Linked DNA regions of Mus musculus: regions 2, 3, 4, 5 and 6 are each linked to region 1. A link is a contact called in public HiCAR-type, HiChIP or PLAC-seq, Micro-C and promoter capture Hi-C data. All regions are on one chromosome and are shown on one strand. The core of a region is the stretch at or near the end of the contact, and the rest is flanking DNA. Distances in the headings are between cores, read along the strand shown. Region 1 holds the start of Tbc1d4 (TBC1 domain family, member 4). Region 2 holds the start of Pou4f1 (POU domain, class 4, transcription factor 1). Region 3 holds the start of Bora (bora, aurora kinase A activator). Region 4 holds the start of Dis3 (DIS3 homolog, exosome endoribonuclease and 3'-5' exoribonuclease). Region 5 holds the start of Klf5 (Kruppel-like factor 5). Region 6 holds the start of Slain1 (SLAIN motif family, member 1).

Region 1 (4,751 bases), core at 657-3,156:
AGGTTAATAAGGAAACTAATATTTAATATACCCACAATCCCAGTGGTTTAGTAGGATAAGAGTTTATCATTTATGTGTGAGGCGTCTCTCTTGCCCCTGGCGTTTTCCAGGACAGCTGTCCTCAGAGCGATGGCTCAGCATTCCGTTCTTCTCTGATCACGAGGCTCCTCCATCTGAATGTGTTGTTTTCACCATGGCCACCGGAGAGCAAGAGTGGGACAAGTGTGCAGTCTTCTGCTTCCAGTTAAATGCTTGTCCTTCAGACATGACCCGAGTCACTTCTGTTCACACATCGTTGTCATGTCACGTGGCCATGCTCAACTTAAAGAGGGCAGAGACAGCCATCTTCCCAGATAGTAGTACGATTTATAAATGAAAGGTAAACATCTCTGAAATAAAGAGTGACCGGTACAACCACAGTTAGCTTGCCTTTCCTGCCAATCACCAAAAGTTTATTCTCTCTGGCTTGAGTTAATTATGCCAGTAGGAACTGGTCCAGTGGGGCTCCAAACACAGTCCTAGTCCGCACACTGATTGACTTGGAGGGACCACTAAGGCTTCTCTAACTGAGCCATGGCTTTTTTTCTTTTCCTTCTCTTTCACAAGTGTCAGAGGTGCGACTTAGGGAAATGAGATCTGTGCACGAAGTCTGCTGTAATCTTAGACAATTTCTATCTCTGTTCTCAGAGTGTTTAATTCCTCCTTGAAGACTTGAGTTGTATTTTCCACAGAGATTTTTTTTTCATGTTAAAGTAAACGACTTCAACCAATTGATAACATCTTCATCCTGGAACATAGATGGTTCTTAAAAAGAGGCTAGCTATGTGGTGGTCCCAGAAGTGTAGCATATTTGACCCTATTGACTTTGTCTGAACAGGAAGCAAAATGACCCTAGAGAAAATCACAAGACCACTAAATACAAAACAAAACCCTGGAGTTTTCATTTTTTCTTCTAAGCACCTGGAAAAAAGTAAGTCTAAAGTTTCCTCCTGCTGGGCAGTGGTGGCACATGCCTGTAATCCCAGCACTCGGGAGGCAGAGGCAGGTGGATCTGAGTTCGAAGCCAGCCTGGTCTACATAGTGAGTTCCAGGACAGCCAAGACTGCACAGAGAAACCCTGTCTCGAAAAACAAAATAAAACAAAAACCCCTAAAGTTTCCTCCTTTATTTTGGTTTTTCTCCTGCTCATTCCTTATCATCCAGCAAAGGTATAACGAAGGTATGAGAGTTCACCGAGGATGGTGGTACATTCCTATAATCCCAGGTCTTGGAAAACTGAGGCAGGAGGATAGAGTGTACCAAGTCAACCTGTACTATCTAGGAAGGAGACTTTGACTTAAAAATACTAACACTAAACACACAGCAGCACCAATAACAAAACCCATTTAAAATGCTAGAATGGAAAAGGAATTATATTTTACTGTTTTGTTTTAAAATTACAATAATCAAATTATCCCTAATTTTTTTGAAATATGTATTCTCATATGTAAAAGGGAAGAATTTTGCACTAGCTCTGAAATGGGCATGGGTAAAGAAGTTTAACTTCTGTGTATTTTAAGAAGTTAGCTGCACTAAGAAATGGGAAGATTCATATCAAGCAATGTTGAAATTTAAAGTGAATATTGGAATGTATTTTATCATAGAATTGTGATCAAATCCTGATGAGTCCTTGAGATTAAGAAAAAGGATGCAGAACATAGTAATATTCAGGCTTTAGACAGAATAAAACTAAGCAAATATTGCTCAAAAACAAAATCCCAGCGCCCCACTGCGAATGGCCCCTCTCCAGGGGGCAGTAGAGTCTCCAGGAGGAGAGAGGCCAGCCTGCTCCGGGAAGTGCCCTCGCCAAGCTGGGTACGACTGCCCCCCGAGGCGAGATGAGGGGCGGAGGCCGGAGGAGGAGGCAGGGAGGCGACCTCAGCTTCTTGGCAAAGCTCTGCGCCCGTAGACTAGAGGCGGAGTAGCAGCCGGCTTTAAAGTAGCAGCCTGGGAGGAAGGAAGGAAGGAGCGAGCGAGGGAGGGACGGGAACCCTGGAGGAGGAGCAGCGAGCTGGGCTGCAGAATCGGCGGGTGCAGGAGCTGCCTGCTCGAGGCCACGTTTGTTTTTGTTATTTTCCATTGGACTAGTTCTCCAGGACTGAGCGGGCCGCAAGCGGGCACCCCCGACCTTCCAGGTGACAGCCGGTCACCCTGCTAGGAGTCAGCTCCGCCCCAGTCGCCCCTTCCCGCCCACAGCTCCACTCTCCGCCCAGCCTTCCCGTGCCAGCGCTGGGTGAGCGCGCCGGCCGCAGCGGGCTGCAGGAGCAGGAGCCCGAGCAGGATCGAGAGACCGCGGCTGCCCTGGTCCCGGACCCCAAGGACGGACCGGCGGCTGGAGAACAGACCTGCCCTGGGGCGCGATCTCCAGGAAGGAGGATGCGCGCGTGAGCCTGGGTCTCCCGCTAGTCCACTGAGCTGCAGCCAAAGGCTCGGAGCCGCGCCCGGGGAAGTGTCGCATGGGGCAGGGCCGCTGAAGCACGGACTTTAAGAACTGGTGGCACCAAGGCAGGCGCGGGGGCCTGGGGCGACAGTTAGCAGTTTCCTCGGCTCCTGCACAGTGAGAGTTGGGGGCGCGGTGCCCTCGCTAGGCGCGAGTTATGGAGTCGCCTAGCTGCATTCAGGATGAGCCTTTCCCGCACCCCCTGGAGCCTGAGCCGAGTGCCCCAGCACAGCCAGGTGCCACCAAGCCTGGCGACAAGCGCTTCCGGCTATGGTACGTGGGAGGGTCTTGCTTGGATCGCAGGACCACGCTACCCATGCTCCCTTGGCTCATGGCCGAGATCCGTCGGCGCAGCCAGAAGCCCGATGCGGGCGGCTGCGGGGCGCCCGCAGCCCGGGAGGTGATCCTGGTGCTCAGCGCCCCCTTTCTGCGTTGTGTCCCTGCGCCGGGTGCCGGGGTCGGCGGGGGCGCAGGCTCCGGGGCTGTGCAGCCCAACACCGGGGTGTTCATCTTCGAGCACAAGGCTCAGCACATCTCGCGCTTCATCCACAACAGTCACGACCTCACCTACTTTGCCTATTTGATCAAGGCGCAGCCCGACGACCCCGAGTCACAGATGGCCTGCCACGTTTTCCGCGCCACGGATCCTAACCAGGTAAGTTGTGGGTGCCAGGGGGCGGGACTGGGGCCACCCGGACTGGCAAGGCAGGGGCCTCTCTTTTAAGAACTGTCTTGGATCTGGCTGCTGGCTTGCGCTCCACGTGGCGCGCTCCGGTGCTCCCCTCGTTCTGTTTTTGGGATATGGGAATGGGAGAGAAAGCGATTCGTTGCTGCTCTGGTCTTGGGGACCGGCTGGCTGCCCAGAGCGGGAGGAAGGGAAGTAGACTCAGAGTGGTCTTGGGACCTGGGAGGAGTTGGCAAGTCTGCAGAGGACTCAAGGAAAAGCGCGGATCCCAGGAGGATCCTGGTGACTGGTGATGGATGGCTTGCCTGGCTTTCGCCTGTGTGCGTGTGTGAAAGTGTGTGTTTCTTGGAAGCGCTTGGAGAGCACGGGGCACCGGTTCTCAGGCTCGGTAGTATTGCATTTATACTTGTTTGGCTGGCGCGTCACTGTCACCAAAGTACCTATAAGTATCTGGGCCTGGGGGTGTGTGATTTCAGAGGCCAGTCTAAGGAAGTTAGAAATGTCAGAATGTCAGGTAAGTATGATTCTGCAAATATGGAGTCGGAAGACCTTTCTATTATTTTTTGCACCCACTGAGACAATAACTGCATATTTGAGTAACTTAAAAATCAGTGTGATAGAGGAGTTTCAAATGTCATTTTAAAGCATTATACTCTTCTAGCTTAGTGTCCAGTATTTCTCCAGAGCTTTCTAACTCGAAGTGTTCTGTTACTAAATAGAACCTTGAGTTCCTTAATGAGCACGTGCAAATATAACAGCAGTTCTCAACCTGGGGCTGCATATCAGAGATCGTGCATATCAGATATTTACATTACGATCCATAACTAACAAAATCACAGTTATGACGTAGTAACGAAATAATATTATGGTTAGGGGTCATCACAACGTAATGAACTGTATTAGAGGGTCACGCATCGGGAGGCTGAGAATCCCTGCTCTAAAAGAAAGAGGAAAACTTATAGTAACTGTGCCTTGGTAAACAGGCTTAGAAGTGTGGAAAGAAATGTGTGTGTGTGTGTGTGTGTGTGTGTGTGTGTGTGTGTGTGTGTGCTTTGTGTTAGTTTGCTTTCCAGTATTAAAGCCCCACCCCTTTGCTATTTTCTAAAAACATAATTTGTTGACCAAACATAAATAAATAAGTAGTCTCAGATGTATTCTTTTGGTGGCTGAGAAATTAAGACTAGAAGAACATCCTATAATAAGTCCTTATTTTATTCTCATTCCATAATTGAACTTTAAAAATATTATTTGATACTAGCAATCCACAAAAGTCCCATAACAAAACTGAAGTAAAAGACAATTGCCTTTAGTTTCTTTCATTACTTTCTAGAAGAGAAAAATACCCTTTTGAATATTTTTATTTTGGGGGGATTTTTTTTTATATTTATTTATTTGTGTTTGTGTGCGTGCATGTGTGTGTGTGTGTGTGTGTGTGTGTGTGTGTGTGTGTGTGTGTGTGTAAAACTTGTGCCTGAAGAGGCCCGAAGAGGGCTTTGGATGCCCTTGAACCATTATAGTACAGGTGGTTGTCAGGTGCTAGAAGCACACGCTGGTCCTCTGGAAGAGCAGGAAGTCCTTTTGGATGAC
Region 2 (4,751 bases), core at 444-2,943, 2.9 Mb before region 1:
AGGAAAGAGAAGAAAGAAAAGCCAGTGATGTCTGTGGGCTCTTCTTGGAATCTGAATAAACTCGTGGGTGTCCTGAAGATATACACTCTCTAAAGCAAAGGAAAAATACAAATCTGCTGGACCAAAGATTTGGGTTTGCAGAAATGAGATCTCCTCTTTGGTGGAAATGCAGACCTTCTTGTTGTGCGAGTGACCTGAAAGATTATGTATCTGATCTCTGCTTCCCATAAGCAGTTTCTTGTCTCTCTCAGGCTCTCTAGCCAGCAGATGTGATAACATCTGGACCGTTATTATCACCCTAGGCAAGGACTGTATCCTTAGGGACTTAGGCACCCAAGCTGAGGCTCCCCAGAGAGGCCCTTGATCTGCTGCTACATGAGGGTAATATAACAGGTTCATTAATTTATTTCTTCTTCATAGGTCTTCATTTCACAGTTGTTGTTGTTACTATTATTGAAGGCTGGACTAGATAGCATACCAGTTCCTTCTATCTGATTTGAATTTACATTTTGAATTACAATCTATAGATTAGCTTCATTCTGTATCCCAGGTAAGAAAAATACTGTAAGCAGGCAGATATAAAAAGCAAGGGTCCAAAGCGATGTGAAAGAAAGTTCTCTTTTCAACATCTTATTCCCTTTTCTCTGAAGTGGATTTCTTTTCCTGGAGTTTCCAGGGGGGAAAAAAGTGTGTGTGTGTGTGTGTGTGTGTGTGTGTCTCACTGGAGAGGAAAAGATAAAGATCTCGGCTACACCCTGTTTACTATTTTTCCTTTTTGATGACTCAAAGCCTCAGATCACCTAGAGCTCCTTTGAAATGTGAGTTTGTACACGGTTAAAGGAGACAAACAATAAGAGAAATGCACAATTTCATTTCAACAGCTTTTCCCGAGTAGAAAGCACACACTCCTTACTGCTCCTAAGTGACTGTCACTGGTGGTGCCTGACACAGTTATATTCACAACAACAAAGTATGCAGAGAAATTAAATTACGTGGAAATCAATAGCGTCTGACTGCTTCAAACAACTGTCTGTCATGGCTATTATTCTCCGGGAGCCTATTTATAAACCATGAAAGAAACAGGTTCTTGCAGCATAAAGACAGCATCATCCACAGCGCATTTCTGTGTTGCTATTTTTCTCCATATACAGAGGAATGCACGGGCATAATTTAACATACAAATGCCTCTCTGTATACATTATATAACAGCTTGTTAGGCACCGGGTAGTGGAGGTGTGCCTAAATAATGCGCATATATTCTGGGAGGAAAACACACCCGAGAGGAGTGCTTGCATCCTGGCTTTCTTCCTCCAAAAGGTTCCTACCCTTCAACAATAACGGGCCCTTTTTGATCTTTGCAGACCGGCGGAGGCAAGGTGGGACCTGCAGCGCGCATGCCTGGCCAGCTACAGGTGCATCACCTGCCTTGTCCTTGCTGGTGGTCACTATAAGAGCGGCTCCCACGCGCCGCCGCCGGTCGCGGCTCGACGAGCGCGCGCGCGCCCGCCCGCCCGCTCGCTCGCCCAAGCACGGCGCCGCGGCCGCGGGGAGGGCGCGCGCCAGACAGACGGAGACAGCTGCTGTCTGTCAGCGCGGCGGGGCCCGCGAGCTCTCGCGAGAGCTGCCCGGGCCGGCCGCGAGAAGTGGGGCTCAGGTGTAAGAGGAGCGCAGCCCGTCGGCGCGCCGGGGCTAGAGCTCTCGGAGAAGCGGGATCGCGGGACCTGCGCGCGGGCCGGCGGGCGGGCGCTCTGCGCGGTCGGTCCGAGGCAGCGGGCTGCGCTCGCCGGCGCAGCAGCGGCAGCAGCAGCAGCAGCAGCCCCCGCGGCGAGCCTCCGAGCGGAGCCGCCGAGCAGTGCGAGCGAGCGCAGCCTCGGGACGGAGGCCGGGCGAGCCGGCGTGCGCACTTTGCCGCGGACTTTGCGAGTGTTTTGTGGATTTTTACATGCCAAGGCGCCAAGATGATGTCCATGAACAGCAAGCAGCCTCACTTTGCCATGCATCCCACCCTCCCTGAGCACAAGTACCCGTCGCTGCACTCCAGCTCCGAGGCCATCCGGCGGGCCTGCCTGCCCACGCCGCCGGTAAGCGCCCCACGCCCGCGGCCCCGGTCCCGGCCCGCGCGCTCGCCCCCTCCCCCGCTCCGCGCCGCTGCCTGGCGGCAGCTGCCCCGGGCGGCTCCGGGCCCCGCTCCCGCGGGCGGGACTGCTCTTAGAGGGATCCCGCTGCCAGGCACGCGTGGCCCGGGGCCGCTGGAGGCCCGGGTCCCATCCGCCTGTGCCTCTGTCCAGCGCCTGCCATCCGCGGGGAGCTCTCGGGCCGCGGCTGTCGACTTGGCTCCACTTTGTCGGTTAATTTTACGCCTGCACAAGGCGATCTCTGCTCGCTCGCTCGCTCGCTCGCTCGCTCGCTCGCTTTCTCGTTCGGGTGTGTGGCACGGGTCCTTAGCTTCGAGTGACATCTCCATTTCTTCTTTTTCTTCTTCTTTTCGCTCTTTTTTGTCGTCTCCCACTGTCTTCCCCGGAATGTGTTTCCGTGTGCGTCCCCTTCTACCCTTCCCTGGCCCTGTGCCTCTCCCCTTCTATTTCCCCCACCCCGGCATGTTCTCAAATCGTCCCCCGGTCCTCCGTTGACCCTGCTCTTCCCACCCCCCGTTGTTATTTTGGTCGCTTTGTGTTTTGCCTTTTGCCCGTGCTTTCCTGCTTGTGTGTTTGTTTTGTGGTTTCTTTGGTGTTTGTCCCCCCTTTTTTCTTTTTTTTTCTTTTTCTTTCTTCTTTTTTTTTTCTTTCCTTTTCTTTTTGGTTTGGTTTGTGTCGCCTGCAGCTGCAGAGCAACCTCTTCGCCAGCCTGGACGAGACGCTGCTGGCGCGGGCCGAGGCGCTGGCGGCCGTGGACATCGCGGTGTCCCAGGGCAAGAGCCACCCTTTCAAGCCGGACGCCACGTACCACACGATGAATAGCGTGCCCTGCACGTCCACGTCCACCGTGCCGCTGGCGCACCACCACCACCACCACCACCACCACCAGGCGCTCGAGCCCGGTGACCTGCTGGACCACATCTCGTCGCCGTCGCTCGCGCTCATGGCCGGCGCAGGGGGCGCAGGCGCGGCGGGAGGCGGCGGCGGCGCCCACGACGGCCCCGGGGGCGGAGGCGGACCGGGGGGCGGCGGTGGCCCGGGCGGCGGCGGCCCCGGGGGTGGCGGCGGCGGCGGCGGCCCGGGGGGCGGCGGCGGCGGCCCGGGCGGCGGGCTCTTGGGCGGCTCGGCGCATCCGCACCCGCACATGCACGGCCTGGGCCACCTGTCGCACCCCGCGGCGGCGGCGGCCATGAACATGCCGTCCGGGCTGCCGCATCCCGGGCTCGTGGCCGCGGCGGCGCACCACGGCGCGGCGGCGGCAGCGGCGGCGGCGGCGGCGGGGCAGGTGGCGGCGGCGTCGGCCGCGGCGGCGGTGGTGGGCGCGGCGGGCCTGGCGTCCATCTGCGACTCGGACACGGACCCGCGCGAGCTCGAGGCGTTCGCCGAGCGCTTCAAGCAGCGGCGCATCAAGCTGGGCGTGACGCAGGCCGACGTGGGCTCGGCGCTGGCCAACCTCAAGATCCCGGGCGTGGGCTCGCTCAGCCAGAGCACCATCTGCAGGTTCGAGTCGCTCACGCTCTCGCACAACAACATGATCGCGCTCAAGCCCATCCTGCAGGCGTGGCTGGAGGAGGCCGAGGGCGCGCAGCGTGAGAAAATGAACAAGCCGGAGCTCTTCAACGGCGGCGAGAAGAAGCGCAAGCGGACTTCCATCGCCGCGCCCGAGAAGCGCTCCCTCGAGGCCTATTTTGCCGTACAACCCCGGCCCTCGTCTGAGAAGATCGCCGCCATCGCCGAGAAACTGGACCTCAAAAAGAACGTGGTGCGGGTGTGGTTTTGCAACCAGAGACAGAAGCAGAAGCGGATGAAATTCTCTGCCACTTACTGAGGAGGGTGTGAGACGCCGGGTGGGGCACACTGGGGAGCTGAGGGGTGCGTTTCTGGGGCTCCCTCTGGCCCACTTCCCCTCATTTAGACTGTCCGTTATCCTGCCTGCATTTGGGGAGTTCCTTTTCTTGCCCTTCCCTCAGCTCCACTCTGCACCCGGCCCTAGCTGTCCCCCAGCCTAGAGAACAGGGGTGTGGGTGTGGAGAAAGTTTGGGATGGCAGGAGAGAATGGGGGACGTTTAGGTGAGCAGGGCCTGGGGGGTGGGGGAGAAACGCAAAGACTGGAGCTGGGGGGGTTTCGAGAAGCAGGATGGTTCTGGGGAGCAGGGTGGGAGGGAAAGATGGGTGAAGAACTGGGGATCTTGACCAGAGACACTTACAAAATCATCTGGGGACCAAGGAACTATGTACAAAGATAAAACTACCAACCATCACCAAAAACAAAACATAAAACACTAGACAAATAAGGGGGGGGGCAAAGATGCTTTAGGAACTTAACTCCTGGGAGCAGTATTCTGCAGCCTCGTTTACCCCCAAGGAAGAGAAAGCAGCAGTACCATTACTACCACCGCCCCAACTTCCCAAGCACAAGTGAGTCACATAGGAAATCTATCAGCCTGCACCTTGAGCTTCCGGGCAGAAAGCTAGTCCTGTGTTTAACTTTCCCTTCTAAAGTCTCACACCTGCACCCTCTTTGGTTTATTTCCTCTCTTCCAAAGAGACTCCAGGCTTGGCTTCCACTCAGCATCTGGAGCTTAGCTTACATGCGCTTGGGGAGGCTGCCTGGTC
Region 3 (4,751 bases), core at 1,087-3,586, 2.6 Mb after region 1:
CGCTGCCATAAAACGCAGAAGAAACAGCCATCTGGTGTCTTAGGGTTGCAATGACTGTGATGAAACACCACGACCAAAAGCAACTCTGGGAGAAAAGGGCTGATCTGGCTTAAACCATATTACTGGTCACCACTGAAGGAAGTCAGGGCAGGAACTCAAACAGGACAGGAACCTGGAAGGAGGACCTGAGGCATCCTGAGTAGGACCTCAGGAGTGCTACTTAATGGCTTGGCTCAGCTTGCTTTCTTACAGACCCCAGGACTACCAGCCTGTCAATGGGACCATCCACAATACACTGTGCCCGCCTATACTAAGTTTTAATCAAGAAAATGTCCAACAGGTTTGGCTGAAATGCAATCTAATGGGCGCATCTTCTCAACGGAGTCTGAGACTTGAGCTTAAAGTCAAGCTGACATCAAAGCAGCCAACGCACCTTGCTTTACAGCTTTTCTAGGAAAGTGTGCTTAACAAATCAAAAGAGCCTTGCCAGTGTAGCAAAGTAAAAACAAGCAACCCTGATTTCCTGAAGAACACACTTCCTATGTTCCCTCCTTCTGGTTAATATTATTCATAGCACATGCGTTACAATTTTTTTTCTTCCGGTTTTTCGAGACAGGGTTTCTCTGTGTGGCCCTGGCTGTCCTGGAACTCACTTTTTGTAGACCAGGCTGGCCTTGAACTCAGAAATCCGCCTGCCTCTGCCTCCCGAGTGCTGGGATTAAAGGAGTGTGCCACCACACCCGGCTACGCATTACAATTTCAAAATTGCTCATTTTGCTGAGTTTTTTTTTTTTTTTTTTCCAACAGTGCAGGACTTTGCTCCCTTTTATAATAACCACAAGCTTTATTAGGGCTGAACGTTTTCAAATGGCTGGGCAAAAGGAAACAAAGGTATCACTATTTTATGACAGAAAAATAATAAGAAATTCACATTTCTGTGTCCATAATTCGTTACTAGAGCGTGGCATGTTTGTCTCCATATTGGTCTTGGCTGCTGTCTTTGGTCTGAGGTATATATGAGTAGCTCAGCTGTGACCAGCTAACTTGTAAAGCCTGTGTGCTGTTTCTGTGCTGGTGTGGGCAGTTCCTGGATGTCGACCTCCTGCATAAGAGCGCTCAGATCATGTCTGCTCAAAGAACCATTACAAGATTAGGTGCCATCTTCTTCTTGTATTTACACTTAAAATTATTTGTAGTTACTTTCACTTAAAATCACTTGTAAACACTAGGCAAGAGAAACTTACTGGTAGTTTTGTGGACTTAAAGATAGAAGGACTAGCAAGGGTTTGTTCATGGAGATTAGAATAATCACTGGGACTTTCAAAGGGATTTAAAACAGGGATCCTTCCTGGAGTTTCTGGTGTTATTTGCATTTTTAATTCGCTGACATCTCCCATAGCCCAGGAAGCAAACTAGAAAGAAATCAAAAGTACACATATTAAAATTACTGAATATCATAGATATTAATCCCGACAAAATACATTCAACATCTCACTCCAAATCGAATCCTCTTGGGGTTAAGTTTCTATGGTTTACAAAGGAGAATCAGCCCTGCACGTTTTCTCAGATGATCCGGAGCCGAGCCTTGGGAGCTGGGGAAGGTACGGCAATGCTCCTATCACTTTTTCAGAGGAAGCAACGCATGCACGGAAGTTATGCGGCATATATGAAGCAGCCAACCGGTTATGAGTGGGCTCTGGTCCAATCTGATTACACCAAAAATAAGTGCCTTTCCAACCAAACGACTTCTATTTATCGTTTTCCTTATTCATCATCTCAAGACAAAACCGTACGAACACCGTCCGGATACCCAAGTAATTCCACACAGAACTGCAATTTTTACTACTGGCACGTTAGTCCTCACTTGAACAGGGTGAGTGACAGGCTGGACCCAGGTGGGGATTTAAACTACTTTTCCTAAAGAGCACTCCCCCTCCGGGATCCAAAGGCACGCTGCATTCCTTCCAAAGAGGGTTACAGCCAGAAGGGAGATGGGGGCGGGGGTGAAGAAGAAGAAAAGAAAAGAATTTACTTTTGTAAGATCAAAGTTGAGCGGGCTCCCTCGGAAACAGCAGAGACGTCACTTCCAGCGACCATTCAGTGTCCAGGCGCCCTCTCTCTCTGCTCCCCTTCACACCTAGGCGAGCTCACAGGTACGTCTGGGGCCAGGAAACCAGAGCGGTCCACCTCGAAGCAGGAGTCCAGGCCTGGGGCCACGGAGAACGTACCTACACTCGTGGGCAACGTGGAAGTTCTAGCATCACCCTGCAGATGCCCACGCCAGGCGCCGACTCTTTAACTCCCTCCGTGCTCTCCGGCCAACCAGGGCGCGGGGCGGGGAGAGGTCACCGGCCAATCGCGTCCCACCGCCGTCCGCGAACCAGCCAATGGCGTCGAGGCGGCCGGGTGAATTCGAACGCTAACTCCTCGCTCTACGTTCCGCGCAAGGGAACGAGGCTCCAAATTCAAATCAACGCGGTCCGGCGTCGGCGCTCGGCGCTCGGCGCGAGGGGGCGTGGCCCGGGCGGCGGGGGCGTGGCCTGGGCGGTGCGAGCGCCGCCGCGCGGTGTGTGGGCGGGGCCGAGCGGCGGCGGGCGCTCCAGTTCCGGGTCAGGCCTTCTCCCACCGGGGCGGGGGCCTCTCCTCTCCATGGCGAGCGGTAGCGGCCCGGGCGCGGCGGCCTCGGCCAACCTGAACGCGGTGAGGGAGACCATGGACGGTGAGTGCGCGTCGTTCTCGTCTGACCGGGCCTGCGCTTCCCGGCGCCGAGCCCCCGGATGGAGGCGTCGTAGAGGGCCCCACGGTCCCCGCGTCGGCCTCGGCGGTATCCTGCGAGGGGACGGGGAAGGGGACCCGCCGCGACCTCGAAGCTGGCGGCCCCAGAGCTCCGGTCTTCCGCTGCGGCGGAGTTTGGCGCGCGCGGGGCGTTCCAGGCCTCGCGACCGCTGCCTGCGAGCCCATCCTGGGGCCACGCGACCCGCCAAGTGTCTGGCGCCTGCTCGTGTCTGGCGCGTGCTCGTGGCCTGGGGACCCGGGGCGAAAGGGGTCGTGGACCTTTTTGTCCACGCGGTGAGCTCAGTTCCGGGGCCCAGGCGTTTCAGTAACGGGTTATTTGTTTCCAGTGATTGAGCACCACTCCCCGTCACCATCTCCCACTCCTTAGATCGGGCGACACGGGTGACCGCGGTTGTGGGTGTGTCCGCGCCCGCTGCCTGATAGGTAGAGCGCACCCAGAGGTACAGAAATAAGTCTCAGAGTTCCCTTCTCTCTGCTATGGTTCTGCAGCTTTGTCCCTCTCGGACCCAACACTTAGAAAGTAACTATTATTCGTAAACAATAAAATAAAGTTGTAGCTCCGGGTATTTAAAATAAGACAGCCAGGTAAAGTGTGTGTCAAGTGATCGGTTTTATTTGCTTTTTCTTTTGCGTTAGCAAGCATCTTTCTTTGTCTTAATTTTACACGTTTCCATCTACGTGTGGTTCTACATGTCTGTTTTGGCAGTGGCTTTGATGGTTTCCAGAGGTTACCCCCTCAACATCTTTCTCAAAAGATAACCTTACGCTTTGCAGTGGTTTTCCCCACCTAATTGTTTGCCACATTGTTCTTTTTCTGTCTCCAGCCTGTCTTTTTTTTTTTTCTTTTTTCTTTCATCTTAGATGTTCCACGGCTTATTGTTTTGTAAAAATAAATGTATGTACACAAGGGTACCGTTGTGGTTTTTAGGTTGTGTTGTTCTGAGATAAGACTCTTGCCTGTGTAGCCTAGAGTGACCTCAAGTTCCTGAGCTTCTCTTTTTGCCTCTGGAGCGTCCATGGGGTGCTGGGTGCACCAGTGTGTGTTGTGAGTAGTGTCTGAAGAGAACTGGTTAAGTTGGTGGGCCTGCTGTGAGGGCTAAGGCTTTGCATCCCAACCTTTTGTGAGAGAACGTGTTGTAAAGTAAAAAGTACACAGTATAAAAACATTTAAGAAGTTTGTTTGCTTTTTTAACGAAGTAAGAGTATGTGTGAGGTTTTAGCCCATTTAAGTCATTGTAAAAGAACCAGCATGAAATTTTCAGTTTGGATCTTCCTTTGATAGCAGTTTTTCTTGAAGCTCAAATTTTTTTCTCCTTATCATTTTGCTCATTTCAGGTTACTAACAGTGACTTTAAGCTTTTCCTGTCAGTGGTTGCTAGGTTAGTGGGACTCACCTGTAAAGTGTTCTTTTCAATTTCGAGGGCAAGCAGGTATGTAACTTTGCACATGTTGTGGGAGGAATATGATTTTTCCCAGCCGTACACTCACAAACAAGACAAGGAAGTCTCTATCGATGGAAGAGAGGTTTTCCCTATACGACAGGAGCAGGAGGGAACCACGGTGGGGTTTTGAGGCTTTTGAGGAAGCGCATTGCTCTGCAGAAATGCACCATCTGCCATCCCAGGATGGAGAAGCACCCGCTGTGTGGGGAGCTAAGATGCTTCTATTAACCTTTGTCCTGAGAACTTGGGTCGGATTGAGAGGTGTCAAGGAGCTTGTGACCAGGAAGAGCTTCCCATCTGCATCCAAATGTCACAAAGTACAAAAGGAGAAAAGAGAAAGGCGTTATACGTAATGGTTATGAAATCTAATGGCGGCAGGATACCTGGTGAGCCCATGCCAAAGTGTCCCCCTGAGAAATCACACCATGCAGCAGATCTGGTATAAAGGGGGTTTGTTTGGGGGACAGGAGAGGAGTGAGGGCCTGGAGAAGGGGTAGTTGGACATATAAGCAG
Region 4 (4,751 bases), core at 851-3,350, 2.5 Mb after region 1:
CCTAAAATTGACTTCTATGACACAGTACCTCTCAGACAGAGTAACTGTGTAGGAAGGTTAACAAGGAAATCCGACTTCTAAAGAAAGGACAATTGAGATTCAGCAATACAGTTATGATCTTCACTCTTCCTATCAGACCAGTCAGTCCCAGAAAACTTGGCTACATTTTCATTCTTAAGAAAATACATATTCCACTAATGTCACACTCTAAAACTTGAGCCTTCAAAGGTAACTCACTCATACACTTAAAACACCCCATTTCAATACGCAAACTGCAGAAAGGCAACATTGGACAAGGAGTATGAAGTGTGGCATTTAAATTCCAAATATATATATATTTTTGTTTGTTTGTTTGTTTTGTTTTTTCGTTTTTGAGACAGAAAAATCACATAGTCTGGCTATCCTAGACCTCCCCATGTAAATCAGGATGGCCTAGAATTCAGAGCAATGGGCCTGCCTCTGCTTCCAAGGGCTGGGATTAAAGGCATGTGCAGCCGCACCCGGCCTATACACCAACTTATCTTTCCTTTTCAGTTTCAAGAGAATAACAGTTTGCATCTGACCTTACCTTTGTAAGATAATCCATTTTCAAGTTGTCGATCATCATGTTTTTCTGGGATAGCTCGATTTTCAGTAACTGAATATTATGAAGTATCTCTTTTCTTTCGATTAACTGCCTGGTGATTTTGACTTTACCTTCTCGCTCCTCTGATGATGAGACATCATCTGTATGAATGGTTGTTTCCAAACTAATATCTTCAGACTCCAGAGAACTAGAGATATTTACTTTTTTTGGTTCCTTGGCAATTTTGCGAGACATTTTATTATTTGAATCAATCTTCTGTAGAATAAAAAGAAATAAAGTTAAATATACAAAAAAAAAAAAACCTACTACAGGGCATACAGAGCATTAAAGAGACACCAAGGATCGCCTAGATCATTAGGTATTGGAAGGTCCCAAATGTAAGCCAGATTAGTGTTCAAATCAAACAGACTCACTAAATCCTATCATGAACTCACCCATTGTCCTGTGTGTGTGTGTGTGTCTCGGGGCAAGAATCTTACTTGAAGGTAACAGATAAATAAAGTCATGTAAAATAGAAAGGATAGCCCTATAATACTAAGTTTCAAACTCAAGGAGAGGTTGATTTTTGTCACTGAAGGTCCTCACAGAAGTAGTATTGAAATCTGGACACAGAGAGAAAAATGTTGGTATGTCGGTGGAGGGTTTATAAAGCAAGACTTACATGCCAGGTTTAGTTTTACAGTTAAGGCATCACCGAAAAATTTGAAAACAGGCTCAGAGTGCGACAAAAGCATTTTTAAATAACTTGAAAAACCTAAAGAGGTTAGAAGGGTACAAACTCGAATATTCTGAATAGCACATTTTAGCCTTCACAAGGCTTTTTGTAACTCCCTTGTTTAAATACGACACGATTTAGTAAAATAGTTATAGAACTAGCTATTTCAGTTTCTCTAAGAGGAACGCTAAAGAAGGAGGTCTGTGTGGTGGGGGGGAACAGGAAGAGCTTCAGTACAATCCGCCTCTTTCCTTTTTAAAGGGAAAGGATTGGGGGGGAAAAAAAGTAAAATAAGAAAACAAATCCTTGCGTGAGTTACCAAGGACCAGGGACCGGCTTCTCCCTCTTTGATTAAGAAATCCGTACATTCTAAACTTCCTACATTTTAGCATCTCTGCGCCGCGTGAGAAAGAAAGGGAAAAGGATTCCTGGAAGCTACCTCTCAATGGTCAGTAACTCCGCATATAAGGATAACACCAGCTTCACCCGGACTCTTGGAAGAACCAATGGCGTCTTCAGTCAGCAGCTCAGGCTGCCACCCCTCAACAGGTATCTCGGGGCTACCGGACCGTTAGGATCGGTCACCAAGACAACCACACGCCGTGCCCCAGAAGAAGTCGGAAGAACCTGGGGTGCGCAGGTACCCAAGCTCACTCCTTCCCGGAAGCCAGTCGGAAGCGGTGCAGGCTGGGAGCTGTAGTCCAGAGGAAAGCCCCGCCCACCGGCGGGAGGAAACAACCAACACTCGCCCAATCACCGCGACCGTCGGGGAACGAACGCGCCTTCGTGTTTTCTCGCGAGAGTGACCTCACCAGCCAGCGGGCAAAAGCGGGAATGCGCGTGGCCGCGCCTCGGTTTCTTAGCTGACGGCCGGGATCCCACGCCGCGAGGCGAGATGCTCAGGTCCAAGACGTTCTTGAAGAAGACCCGCGCGGGCGGCGTGGTGAAGATCGTGCGCGAGCACTACCTGCGGGATGACATCGGCTGCGGCGCGCCGGCTTGCTCGGCCTGCGGCGGGGCGCACGCGGGCCCGGCCCTGGAGCTGCAGCCCCGGGACCAGGCGAGCAGCCTCTGCCCGTGGCCGCACTACCTTCTGCCGGACACCAATGTGCTGCTGCACCAGGTGCGTGGACGCGGGGCCGCGTGGTGACGAGGGGGCGTGGCAGACAGGGACGCTGGGGACCGGGGAGGCGGGTCTTGGGATGTTGGATGGAGAGAGGCAAGTACCGTGGCTACCCTCGCTCGCATCCTGCCATCCAGGCTGAGGTACCGTTCCCTGATGTCACTTTATTTATTTATATATATATATTTTTTTTCGGTTCTTGGAGTCTTATTTTTAGACACGTTACATTTTCTAACCCCTGGTGTCTCTTCTACTTTAGATTATAAGTGCCTGGAAGCCGGGGACCTGGGCTTCTGTGGCCTCCAGATTGCGACCCCCAGGCAGCTTGTAAGTGCCTACGAACAAAAAATTGTGTGGGCCAGCATAATTTACTTATTAATAGCTCTGGTATTGCAAACTCTGTGGTCCGATTATGGGTGCTTGTCATCGTCTCAGGCCTACAGGGTCCCCCCTTAGTGACTTTGTCAAGTTTTTTCTGCAGCCAAGTACCACTTTGGCCTAACGGAGAGTCAGTGTTTTAAACTGTCACAAGAATTCAGGCTGGGCAGAGAGTTCAAGGTAGAACTGAAAACGGGGGAGTTAACATTTGGCTTTGGTTTTTTAAGATTGATGTCCTCGAACACCCGGCCATCAGAAATGTCATTGTGCTACAAACAGTGATGCAAGAAGTGAGAAACCGGAGCGCCCCCATCTACAAGCGAATCAGGGATGTGACCAATAACCAGGAAAAGCATTTCTATACCTTCACTAATGAGCACCATAAGTAAGTATCACAAAACCACAGGGCTACCTAAATTTAACAGACTTCTTGGAAAGGAATTTATCAAACACAGGCTGTAGCTTCCTGTGCTGCTTGGTGGTTACCTGGTTGTGTGGAAGACAGTGCTACCTACATAGGCTCATCTAAGGTCGCAGTGTTAGTGAGGTCACACCCTAAACCAGGATCTAGCCGCTAAAGTCGTCCTTTTACTTCTGAAATGCTCCCTTTAAGTTGTCTATTGAGTTGAATGGTTGATTCTTTGGCGATAAGAACCATCTACACTCCTGTAATCCCATATTATGTGAGTGACAAATATATAGGAGAAAAATGTGGGAGTTTGTGATTAATAAGCTTTATCTTACATCTGATTTATTGAAATTAAATTTCTAAACATAATGAGCTGCCTGTTATATTAAACAGTAGATAATATGTATCTATGATGCTTAAAGTCACTTTCTCAGCTTTGACATTATTAACATTTTGAACTGAGTATTTTGTTGTATGAAATTTTCTTATGCATCGTAGGTGCTTTGCAACCTGCTTATGCCAAGTATGTGCAAATAGCACTCTCCTGTCAGTTCCAAGTTTCCTGAACCGGAATGTTCAGGAACATGGAACTTGGAACTAAGTTCCGCAGGAACTAAATGCACACACACACACACATACACACACACACACACACACACACAGACACACAAACATACACACTCCTAGAGAGGAGGAGGAGGGGGTGGGGGAGAGAGACAGACAAGACAGACAGATAGATAGATAGTCAGTGTGTCCACCTGTGGGCTGCTCATTCATTGTGCCTCCTTAAACTCCAGTGGCTGTGGAACATTTATGTCCCAGAAGTTTTGACCCCACTGGCTAGCTTTTGTTTTGTGTTTCCTGTCGCTTTTACATTTAGAGAAACCTACATCGAGCAAGAGCAGGGAGAGAATGCCAATGACAGGAATGACAGAGCCATCCGAGTCGCAGCGAAGTGGTACAACGAGCACCTGAAGAGGGTGGCAGCAGACAGTCAGCTGCAAGTTATCCTGATAACCAATGACAGGAAGAACAAAGAGAAAGCTGTGCAAGAGGGGATACCAGCCTTCACGTGTAGGTCTGAGTGTGGGTGCTTCCAAGCCTGTGTCCCGCTGTACAGAAACATTAGGATCAGGCTGCGCGGTCACATGACCCAGCTGCGTTGTCCTGGGTGATCTCATGTGGCCTTTTTACATTTGAAACAATAGTTTTCAATTTTTAATGTGGGTGACTTCCCTTATGTAAGAAGTAGGCATTGGAAACCCTGGGCTAAGGGGTAGGGGTGAACTACCAGGAGGGTGCTGGGAACAGGAAGCAGACCCTCTGTAAAGCAGCAAGTGTGTCTAGCTGCCGAGCCATCAGTCCTCTTACGTTTTAAACTTCTCAGTGAGCTAAGGAAGCAAGTTGTAGATTGTGGCTGTTAGGTTTCTCCTCATTCTTTGCAGTTGACATAGTAAAAGATGTGCATGTGCTAGACCCATTGCTCTGTTTCAGTCAGGATCACAGTTGGCATGGGTCTTGTTCCATTTATTCATAATGG
Region 5 (4,751 bases), core at 997-3,496, 2.3 Mb after region 1:
TTTGTGTGTGGACTAGGTTATTTTATCAGGCCTAATATAAAATGTTCTCTGGCCATTTCAATACTTTTTGAATAGAAACTTGAACCTGTGGAGCAGAAGCCTGTATTGTATCCACTGATACAAAACAATTGCACCCTCAACGTTTGGTCCAAATGTTCACTTGAACCAGTAGATTCGGTAATGGGTCACTATCATAATGAAATGGACCTATTCATATCCCTATCTAAAACAGATCTTTAATTATCAAGGAGAAAAATCACTCCCTTGGTAGACGGGTGCTAAGACTCCCGTGGGTGGGGAGAGGCTGCTGCATCGCAGGCACAGTCATCAGCAAAACATTTATCATGTCCTCTCCGTGGGCCAATGCTACATTCCCCCTTCCTCTGTAAAAAGCGCAGTCATCTTGCTATCTCCTGAGCGAAAACTACCAGAATAAAATAACCAAATATCTTCCAGGCCCTGATTGTTTAAGAACATACATAATCAATCCAGCTACTGACCAGACGCCTATCTTTCCCCCAGCTCTCTTCTCTAATATAACGAACGCTTTCTCTTGATTTTTTTTTTGACATTGAAAAAAAAGGAAGTCAGAAAAAGATCAAGCCCCAGGTAAATGAAATGGTTCATAGAACCATTCACCTCAGTCAGTGAATAGGAGTCGTATATTTTGCTTTTAATTTTCCAAAGAAATGTCACCTCGGACCTCAGATCATCAAGATCTGGATGTGGACGAGGACGGACGGGATTTCCCGGATATGCAGGACTTAAAAATAAAGATTCATGCTGTAGCCATGTGAGTCACATCTGACAAAATGCCACTGTCTTCTCAAAGCACCACGACACTGGCAGACCCCAAGAAATAGGCGCTCAGTGCAAATACACAATACAGCAAGAGGCTATTAAACTAAGCGTCTTGAAATAAACCGATCTTAAACCCTTTCGTGCACTGCGCTCCCGTGGCGGTTAGTGGTTTCTGATTTTAGCTCTTCCAGCTGTTTGCATGTGGGTCTGTTTCCAATTTTTTTTTTCCTTGGGACTAGCTAAAAGTCCCGGGAAGTTTTTTCTAGGCTATATGACTCCCGTGCGTGGGCGAAAGAAACAGGCGCTTGCTCTAATTCGGCTGCTGGGCAAGTGTAAAAGCCAACTGCCAGCTTTCAACGCGACTCCGAGAGGAAATTTACGCGCACACTAAGAAAAACAACACCCCTGGCCTTTTTTGTCCGTGTTTCTTTTTAAGGGAAAAGCGGTGTTCCAATACAACCTTAAGATTCTAGTTTTCCAAACGGGGCCCTACAATACATTCTAGGGTGAGCCTCCACGGGGGTATATGAAACCCCAGTACTCCAATTTGCATTTCTATTTCACCCCAGAGGACGCAGGCAGGTGGACTTCCAAGGCCAGGGCCATCGGGAGAGAGCGGTCAAGAAGCATTTTAAGCCAAGTTGAGCGTGGGCACAAGCTTTCATCCCCACGCAAGCAAAGAGAAGGTGCACGCGAGCGCGCGGCTCTCTTTAGCTCCTCTGGACAGATCCGGGTGGGCCCCCGCCCTGCTCCCCCATCCACTCCCCGGCGCCCCGTCTGGGAGCGCAGGGCGGGGCTGTCCACCCGGGCACCCGTTCCCGCGCGTCCCAGTCTGGAGCGGCCCCTGTCGCCCGCGCCTCGTAGCGGCGGGACACGCCCGAGCCGGGGAAGGGAGGCCGGCCGCTCTGCTTACCTGGACCAGCTCCTCCGAGGGCAGTCGCGGGCCAGCGGCTGGCGGCGGCGCAGGCGGGTGGTGGTGCGCGTGTTTCAGATCGTCTCCGGAGAAGAGCGCCGCGTCGCGGGCCGGGTTCGCAGCGCCCAGCACCGGCTTGAGCTGCGCGAACACGGGCTCGTCCTGCGCGGCCGGCGGCTGGGGCAGTGGTCCCAGGCGGGCGCTCATGGTCAGCACCCGCGTGGGCATGGACGGTCTGGGGATTACGGGAGCGGGACACGGAGCGATCGCGATCCCACCTCGCTCGGGCTGGCACGGGACGGCGGACTCGGCGGGGGGCCGCGGCGGGGGACCCCTGGGCCGGCAGCCAGACGCTCACGAAGGCGGGCACGGAGATCGGGGCTCCTGGGCTCGGCCACGCGTCACCGCCGAGGTCCTCGGGCAGCCACTTTCTCCCGCCCCGCCCCAGCGCTCGCTCACCCTCTCGCCGGAACCCGCTCCCGCCACCCCCAAGCTCCACCAGCAACCTAAGAGAGCGCGTACCTGCCCCGCGACTACTGACACTTGACGCCCGCCTCTATTTCACCCAACTCCGGGGAGGCAGGGCCAGCTCACCGGACTGGCAGCGTTGTGGCCAATGGCAAGGCCCCAGGGCCAGAGGGTAGCCAGTAGGAAAGAAGGCCCACGAGGTCCCGCCTCCGACGGGCCGACCGCACCCCTCGCGGGCCAGGAGCTTCGCGCGCAGGGCTGCGGCGCAGTTTGTACACAACTTCTCTGACAGATTGGGCCGGCGGAGCACGGGGCGGGCGGAGGGAAGGAGAGGAGCGGGTGGAATCTAGGAAGAGGGGGAAATCAGGGTGGAGACGCGGAGGGAGATCTCTCCGAACTGTTCTCTGCCAGGATTAGGGCGAAAAAAAAGTATTGCACGTCTTAGGTGTTGTGCAAGGACCTGAAACTCGAAAACCGAAGACAGAAGGCAGCTAGGTGGGGGGAGCTGAGGTTTCCAGTCTTAACCAATGAGTGTATTTTTTTTTTTAAGTATACAAAATGTACTTTAGAGGAAAACAAGGGGCGGTGCGAAAACAAACGTAAAACAGCCCTCCTTTCTGTGTTTTCAGCCGTAGATCTATCTATCTTTTCGCAGATTCCTTGTGGCCTGAATAAAATCTGTAAATGTCAAGCATTTTTTTTCAAGTCCTTGCATACCAACCTGGGCACATTTTCCCCTACAGTATTTAAGGAGCTACAAGTTTTCACAGACATGTCTACTCTCCTTCGCCGAATGTGGGGAAAAGGTGGGGTGGGCCATATGAATTATGAAGTTTTTAATATTTAAACCATGTTGATTCTAGCCCGAGCATGGAATCTAATTTGAGAACTAACAGCCAGCTCAACCGGGTATTTAAATAGACATTACATCTTTGGCTTATTTTTGCTAGCACTGTAGTGTTCGGAGGGGCGGGGAATGGAGTTTTAATATATTCAGAAGTATGGGTCCCATCTACCTAATACAGTGTCACCTTTTCCTACGAAACGGGAACCAAAGAAGGCACAAACATTCACAGACATTCAACAGCCCTGAAAACTGGGTATCCAAACTGGTAGGAAAGCAACAGTCAACTATATTACTACCTTTTTACTGCGTTGTTTTAATGGAAGGTGAGTGGTTTGGTTTGGTTTTGTTCTTAATTTTTGCCAGTAATCACACCAAAGGAAACGCCTTTCCTTAATCCTCAATGTTCTTGTCTATGATTTTATCTGGCTTATTGAGAAGCTGAAACAATAAACTGCGACTTAAAAAGACGCCTGTAATATTGCTATCTATTTACGTCTGTTGGCAGCACACTATACTATAATACCTACCTAGAGCACACTCGCTCCTTTACAGTGAAGCATCTTTTTAAAAAGTTCTTAGGAAAAAAAAAAAGTGCACCTGAAAGAGTGTATCACAGGTATAAGTCTCATTTCCAATGAAATTTCCAAAGTCTCACGTGTCGTTTATTTATTTATTTATTTATTTATTTATTTATTTATTTATTTATTTATTGTAGCAAAGATAAAATCATATTGTGAACTCAGTTTCTTTTCTCCCTTTTCCTTCCTGTCAGCAATGATCCATCTTTACAGTTGTGGTTGCCACTTTCAGAGGATGGGTGATGACAACTTTCATGATACCAGGGTGTTATTTAATAAGTGTGTGTGTACTGACGTTTTACGTCGACAACCCCATGTTGCCAACCTTCATCTTTAAAAACTTGGCCTCATTTTTCTCTGTTATTAAAGCCAATCACGTGCTCAAATAACTCTGAGACGGGTCATAGAATTGTTGTCAGATTTTAACTTTTTAAAAAGGGGTCATTTTTTTAGAAGACCTCTGGGTACTTAATGCTGATAGTATAACCAAACCAAGTGTGGAGTGTTGATAGCTCTTAACAGGATGGTTCCTTCCTTTAACTCTTTGAATTTCTCTTTATTCTGATTGGCTTTTAAGCCTCTCTAAACCAGAGCGTCAGTGGGGCATGCCATTTTACTGCAATAAGACCCGTTTATTTTAATGGAAATCTTTCTAACTTACACAATAGCTTTTCAATATGCTTCTCTTACAAACATTTCACTGCAGCCAATTGAGACCCCACCAAGCTGCGTGACAAACACTGAAGAACGTATTTTTATTACCTTGTCACTCTTTTATTATTTTCCTATCTTTTAAAGAATGTGTATGTGAACCTGCCTGGGCCTGGTTCACATAGCTGATCCATTTCCAGTTTTAAAAATACTTGAATATCTACTTTTTGCTGGGGGTGGCGGCATTTATTTACATGTAATTTCTGGCATAGAGATGGGGCAATGGGGCCACTGCTTTTAAGTAAGTAATAGTTTCTCTGAAGCTCCTCAGACTGACAGAAAACAACCAGCTGAGCTGTGTGTGATCGTAGGGAAGCTGGGCTGCAATCCTCTTTCTGAGGTGTGTACCATTGCTGTCCTAAGCACACAGAGACCATGTTTAACCAAGACAAACACCGCTGTTGACAACGTGTCCACACGACTTCCAAAAAAG
Region 6 (4,751 bases), core at 1,273-3,772, 2.0 Mb before region 1:
TTGTTTAGAAAGAATGGCTTAAAGTTCCAGGAAGTGTTGAGCTGTTAGACTTGCACACCATAGGATCCCTGTACAGTTCCTAAAATCAAAGCTGAAGGCAGATGATACATGTGCCCACAAAAAAGTCTATTATAGATTTATGTTATTAATTTTCAAAATCAGAGCAACTGGCAATGAAAGTTTACAGGTAGGTGCCATGTAGGGTATCGATGCAAAAGGAAGACTGTAGTTCCCAATAGCAAAACAATAAGATTCCCCACTTCCCATTTCCCTTCTATACAATCAGTAACAAGAGTACAAAATGAAAAAAATAATAAATAAAAATCTGATTTTCTTAAATAACAGGCAAAAGGATGCAACTCTTCATCCTACTGTTACCCCGATGTGAACACTGCTCAACCTCCTTGCATGAACCCACACTCCACTTTATCTAACCACTCCTGGGGTATGCCTACACGCCTAGAGGATGTCTAGCGACCAAGCAAGCGATTCCTAACAGAAGATACTCCAAGGCCAAGCCTTCCATGAGCAAGCAGCAGGGGCTTAGGCACCTGTCTCCTCAAAAAAGTACTCATTCATGAGCAGAAACACACAGCTAACCAGAGTCCATTGAATAGACACGTCCAGTTTCCACCATCCTTACAATCAACCCTAAAAGTTTCTAAAACTAGATAATAAAGTGTCTCTAATAGTGCCATCCTCTGGTTAAAATTGCTGTGATTAAACACCAGGACCCACACACACAGCAACTTGGGGAGGGGGGGGGGGAAAGACGACAAGGGAGGACTTATTTAGCTTACACTTCCACACCACAGTTCATCATTAAAGGAAGTCAGGACAGGAACTCATACAAGACAAGAACTCAAACAAGGCAGGAATCTGGAGGCAAGTGCTAAATGAGAGACCATGGAGGGGTGCTAGTTACTGGGTTGCACCCCAGGACTTGCTCAACCTGCTTCCTTATTTAACCTCAGGACCACCAGCCTAGGGATGGCAACACCCACAATGGGCTGGGCCCTCCAATATCAACCATTAAGAATGTTCTACGGGCTTACCTACAGTCTGATCTTGTGGAGGCATTATTGAGGTTCCCGCCTCTCTGATGACTCTAGCCTGTGTCAAATTAACATAAAACTACCTACTTTTTCTTCAATGTGGTTTCATTTCTAAATTAATGAAAATTCCTCTTAAGTTCAATTTTTTTAAAAGAACGTAGCGCCTCCATCTGCCCCCTCCAGTCCTTAAAAAAACCTTTGCCTCTGACGTACCAGGATGGCACACCTTTAATAATCAAATCGGTATCTGAAAGGTTATCTATGAAAATACAGAGAGATGGCATATATAACTACACAACTCAACTGCAATAGCAGATGTCTGAGAAGAGGCTCATCACTAGGCGGCTTCCGATGTGACCAAAGGGGGGCTGCACACCAATCCTGTGCAGCGTTCGTTTGTAAGGAAAGAACGGTAAGCAGTGGAGGAGAGCAGAAGACAAGCACCTTCACCACACACACACACACACACACACACACACACACACACACAGAGAGAGAGAGAGAGAGAAGAGAGCAGGGCTGAGCGACAAGATGACATGAGTTGTGCATTTAAGGCTAACGAGGCGCTTGGGACCCCGTAATCAGCAAAGAGCAAAGCACGGGGCAGATGGCAGTCCCCAGTCGGACCAATAGGCACAATGCTAAAACAGGTTTCTGCCTCCATGCAAAGCTTCTGCTCAGGGCTTGGCACCTGCTAGGCCTCTGGGTCCCCTGCCTCCCACGCCCCGCCCCCGCGTGCTGGGCCTCCCAACTCCGGGGGGAGGGGGCGGCGGAGCTCGGCTATACCAGGTGTAGTCGTCCTCCTCGCTCCAGGCGGCCAAGCTCTCCAGGTCCAGCGGCTCCACCTCGTCCAGCAGCGTTGGAGGCGGCAACGGCGGCGTGGCGGCTTCCCCCGGCGGGGTCCCTGCGGTCCCCGGTTCCGGGCTGCCACCTCCGCCGAAGAAGCCCGCCGCCGGCTTGGAGTAGACGAAGGGCGCGTCAGCCGGCTGCAGGCTGCAGAGCAGGGAGGGCGCGGGGCTGGGCAAGCAGTAGGTGCCCGGGAACGCGGGGCCCAGCGCCCCCGGGCCCGGGGAGGTCGTGCTGGCCGGGGCCCTGTGCGTGGCGAGCGGGCTGCAGGCCCCGGCTGGCGGCGGGGCGGAGGGCGGCGGCGGCTGCAGCAGCAGCAGGTGCGGGGCGGCGGCCGCACTGGCCGCCCGGCTGCGCAGCTGCTCGTTCTGCTTCTCCAGCTTGCGCACCAGCTCCTGCAGCTTCTTCACCTCCAGCTCGGCGTTCACCACCGGCCCCGGGCCGGCGCCGGAGGCCGCCACCGGCGAGGCGCATTTCACCTGCTCCGCCATCATCGCGGGAGCCCCGAGCGCCGCGGCGAGGAGGCTACGCGGGCCCAGCTCGCGCAGCCTACCAGCATCAGCACCAGGGCCCAGCCTCCGGCCGAGGAAGAAGCAGCCGCGCAGCTCTGCACCGTGCTCTGCTCTAGCGGCTCCGGGTTTTAGCCGAGGCCCCGGGACGGGGCGGGGCGCGAGGGGCGGAGCTTCTGGTGATGGATGTGTCGTGGGGGCGGGACCTGCGGCGGGGACCCTCCCTGGGCATCCGTCTGCACCCACACCACCTAACCTCAGGTGCCTGATTGGACCTGGCCTGAACTTCCCGCCGCTCGCACTTCTTCCGCTTTGGGCGAGAGAACCCCACTTCTAGGACTACAGCCAGGGGCGGGATCTAAAGAAGTAGCAGGTGTCTGTGGCAGGGGAAAAACGTACCCAGGGCCAATGGCTAGCCCTCTTACAAGAGCACTTTTAGACTTCAGGGTATTGCCACCTGCTAATGAAACCTCGTGAAAAAAGGTCTGGGGAACATGATGCTCACCCCCCCCCCAAAAAAGCAACAACAGATGCTTTGGGTCTGTTTGAAAAGATGCGGCTAAGGGTAGTATTAAGTAGCACAGAAACAAAATGGTGGGATAGGAGAGAATAAGGAGGGAAAGTGAGAAATCCCAGTCTCTATGAGGGAGGATGGCCAGCTGCTGAAGAGTCAGGCGTTCACTTCAGTCTATCTAAAATAGCCATATATGAACTATCCCCACCAGTCTTTCACCATGAAAGGAGAGTTGGGTTTTCATGCTCTTTTATATTAGACAAAAGATCTTTGAGCATCTCCTGCATGCTCCACTGTGTTCTAAACGCTGGCTTTTTGAGCAAGTGAACAACAGGCATCAGTGATTGCAAATACAAGCAAAATTGTGCACCATCTGTTAAATCATTTACACTATTAAAGTCACACGTGCCTGAGCGAAAAGAGGAAAGGTATAACATTCCCTGCTTTTTTGTTGTTTGTTGGTTTGCTTGTTTGGTTTTTTTTTTTTTTTTGGGGGGGGGGATTCTTGGAAACCATGCTTTTTATTTTTTCAACAAAAATGCTTTTACGCAGATGAACCGATCGTTTTGTTCAGTTAATGTTGACTTAGCATTTTGTGGGTTTAACACAAAGGAAAGCCTGCCGTTATAGTGCGAGAACAATCCACACCGCTGATTTTCATCCTCAGACGGTGTACTAGCTTGTGAAGGGCCTCGCTCAGGCACTGTACACATGACGTCAATGAAAACATACCGCACATCTCTGTGGCAGCGCTAGGATGTTGCCTCTAATCTTTTAAAATTTGATCCTGTGCCTTGCTGCTCAGAAACACTTGTGTCTTCTCACTTGGCAAGCTACAGCTCTAAACTTGGGTGTATGTGCAAAGGTGGGTGTCCTGAATTTAACTCGGCTGGAGAGAGCTTCTGGAAGTTAGTGTATGCTAACTTCCCTGAAGTTACCTTCCACACAGAGCCCCGCTGGCCATCTGACCCCAACCACCTGTATCTCCCACCACCTTTCCAAGTTTCCTTTTTTTGGGCCTGTTGGTTATTACTAAAACCTGGAGAAGTGGAGTACTACTGCTGAAACTCCTAAGTGAAGAATCTATTGAAAGATTTTCCCCGCATGCTCAGTGGCAGATGCGGGCAGCAGTATCCCTGAAACACAAAGAAAGGGAGAGGACAGGCACAAAGAGAACAAAGAGCTGCTGAGTGCCACATCAGTGAAAGAAATTAGGGATCAGCACATAACAGTTTAAACAACAAGAGTTAACAAGTAAAGAGAAGCAGTCATTTCTACTACAGCATTCATATACTCTAAAGAAGCAGAGAACTAAGCACTCATCCCCTCCTGCATTTGCTCTTTCTGATCTACACTGTAGAACTATTTTTTAAGTAACAATTATTGTAAAAATTTGTGACTGTTTACAAAAAGAAAAAAAAAAAGCATACCTGAGCATTTAAGCCCCAGAAAATATAGGAAGCACTGTTTGGGGTTGCAGCAGGCATGGTCTCTCCTTGCTTTTAAAAAGCAAAATAATTTCTGCTCAAGAGAAATGTTAGGGTTTTTTTTTTTCCCTGTGAAAGCTCTTTTCTTCCCTTCAGAGAGCTGTGCATGTGTGCGTGCTAATGGCACTCAAAATGCACACTGATTTTAAGTTGGTATCCCCAGGGTGCCCATCTCCTTAACACATAATTGAAGAGGTTGGTAGTGTCAAGGTTTTAATTAAGCAGTCTTAGTTTTTTTTATTTTGATGCAAATTTCAAGCTGTGTTCTCTGAAATCAAGTGCATAGGTAGTGTCTCAATTTATTTAGTATTTAAAATTTAGTATTTTAAATGAAACGAAG

The links. A called contact is a pair of places that touch in the nucleus more often than the background predicts. HiCAR-type assays count read pairs that join an accessible place to other places. HiChIP or PLAC-seq counts read pairs in DNA pulled down with a chosen protein or histone mark. Capture Hi-C pulls out chosen DNA fragments and counts their contacts.
Region 2: a Micro-C map of embryonic stem cells shows a contact between it and region 1, with 6 times the contacts expected there. The contact joins the promoter of Pou4f1 here to the promoter of Tbc1d4 in region 1. A contact is called at or near these places in 1 of 39 promoter capture datasets (embryonic stem cells), 2 of 484 Hi-C or Micro-C datasets (both in embryonic stem cells), 1 of 115 datasets of contacts at active chromatin or transcription factors (astrocytes) and 1 of 9 other capture datasets (embryonic stem cells).
Region 3: a contact with region 1 is called in a promoter capture Hi-C map of adipose tissue, with 5 times the contacts expected there. The contact joins the promoter of Bora here to the promoter of Tbc1d4 in region 1. A contact is called at or near these places in 1 of 39 promoter capture datasets (hippocampal neurons), 3 of 115 datasets of contacts at active chromatin or transcription factors (the 230-238 cell line, astrocytes and large pre-B cells) and 1 of 9 other capture datasets (adipose tissue).
Region 4: a HiCAR-type map of astrocytes shows a contact between it and region 1, with 9 times the contacts expected there. The contact joins the promoter of Dis3 here to the promoter of Tbc1d4 in region 1. A contact is called at or near these places in 2 of 39 promoter capture datasets (hippocampal neurons and pre-B cells) and 5 of 115 datasets of contacts at active chromatin or transcription factors (astrocytes, embryonic hindbrain, forebrain and 2 more).
Region 5: an H3K4me3 HiChIP or PLAC-seq map of embryonic forebrain shows a contact between it and region 1, with 4 times the contacts expected there. The contact joins the promoter of Klf5 here to the promoter of Tbc1d4 in region 1. A contact is called at or near these places in 1 of 39 promoter capture datasets (hippocampal neurons), 3 of 115 datasets of contacts at active chromatin or transcription factors (astrocytes, embryonic forebrain and stem cell-derived neural progenitor cells) and 2 of 9 other capture datasets (adipose tissue and liver).
Region 6: an H3K27ac HiChIP or PLAC-seq map of large pre-B cells shows a contact between it and region 1, with 9 times the contacts expected there. The contact joins the promoter of Slain1 here to the promoter of Tbc1d4 in region 1. A contact is called at or near these places in 2 of 115 datasets of contacts at active chromatin or transcription factors (large pre-B cells and pro-B cells).

What each region holds. Positions count from the first base shown.
Region 1 is chr14:101,606,346-101,611,096 of GRCm38.p6, reverse strand. It overlaps Tbc1d4 (TBC1 domain family, member 4), which reads left to right and starts at 1,906. Exons shown (of 19, transcript NM_001081278.2): 1 at 1,906-3,134. The coding sequence starts at 2,637.
Region 2 is chr14:104,464,941-104,469,691 of GRCm38.p6, reverse strand. It overlaps Pou4f1 (POU domain, class 4, transcription factor 1), which reads left to right and starts at 1,693. Exons shown (of 3, transcript NM_011143.4): 1 at 1,693-2,081; 2 at 2,821-4,007. The coding sequence starts at 1,959. The coding sequence ends at 3,963.
Region 3 is chr14:99,043,962-99,048,712 of GRCm38.p6, reverse strand. Bora (bora, aurora kinase A activator) reads right to left here and starts at 2,336. Exons shown (of 12, transcript NM_175265.5): 1 at 2,033-2,336; 2 at 1,245-1,412. The coding sequence starts at 1,397. It overlaps Mzt1 (mitotic spindle organizing protein 1), which reads left to right and starts at 2,577. Exons shown (of 3, transcript NM_175245.4): 1 at 2,577-2,719. The coding sequence starts at 2,650.
Region 4 is chr14:99,097,119-99,101,869 of GRCm38.p6, reverse strand. Dis3 (DIS3 homolog, exosome endoribonuclease and 3'-5' exoribonuclease) reads left to right here and starts at 2,100. Exons shown (of 21, transcript NM_028315.2): 1 at 2,100-2,424; 2 at 3,030-3,187; 3 at 4,092-4,285. The coding sequence starts at 2,197. It overlaps Pibf1 (progesterone immunomodulatory binding factor 1), which reads right to left and starts at 2,446. Exons shown (of 18, transcript NM_029320.3): 1 at 1,741-2,446; 2 at 569-841. The coding sequence starts at 820.
Region 5 is chr14:99,296,186-99,300,936 of GRCm38.p6, reverse strand. Klf5 (Kruppel-like factor 5) reads right to left here and starts at 2,246. Exons shown (of 4, transcript NM_009769.4): 1 at 1,715-2,246. The coding sequence starts at 1,942.
Region 6 is chr14:103,647,999-103,652,749 of GRCm38.p6, reverse strand. It overlaps Slain1 (SLAIN motif family, member 1), which reads right to left and starts at 2,522. Exons shown (of 7, transcript NM_198014.3): 1 at 1,842-2,522. The coding sequence starts at 2,395.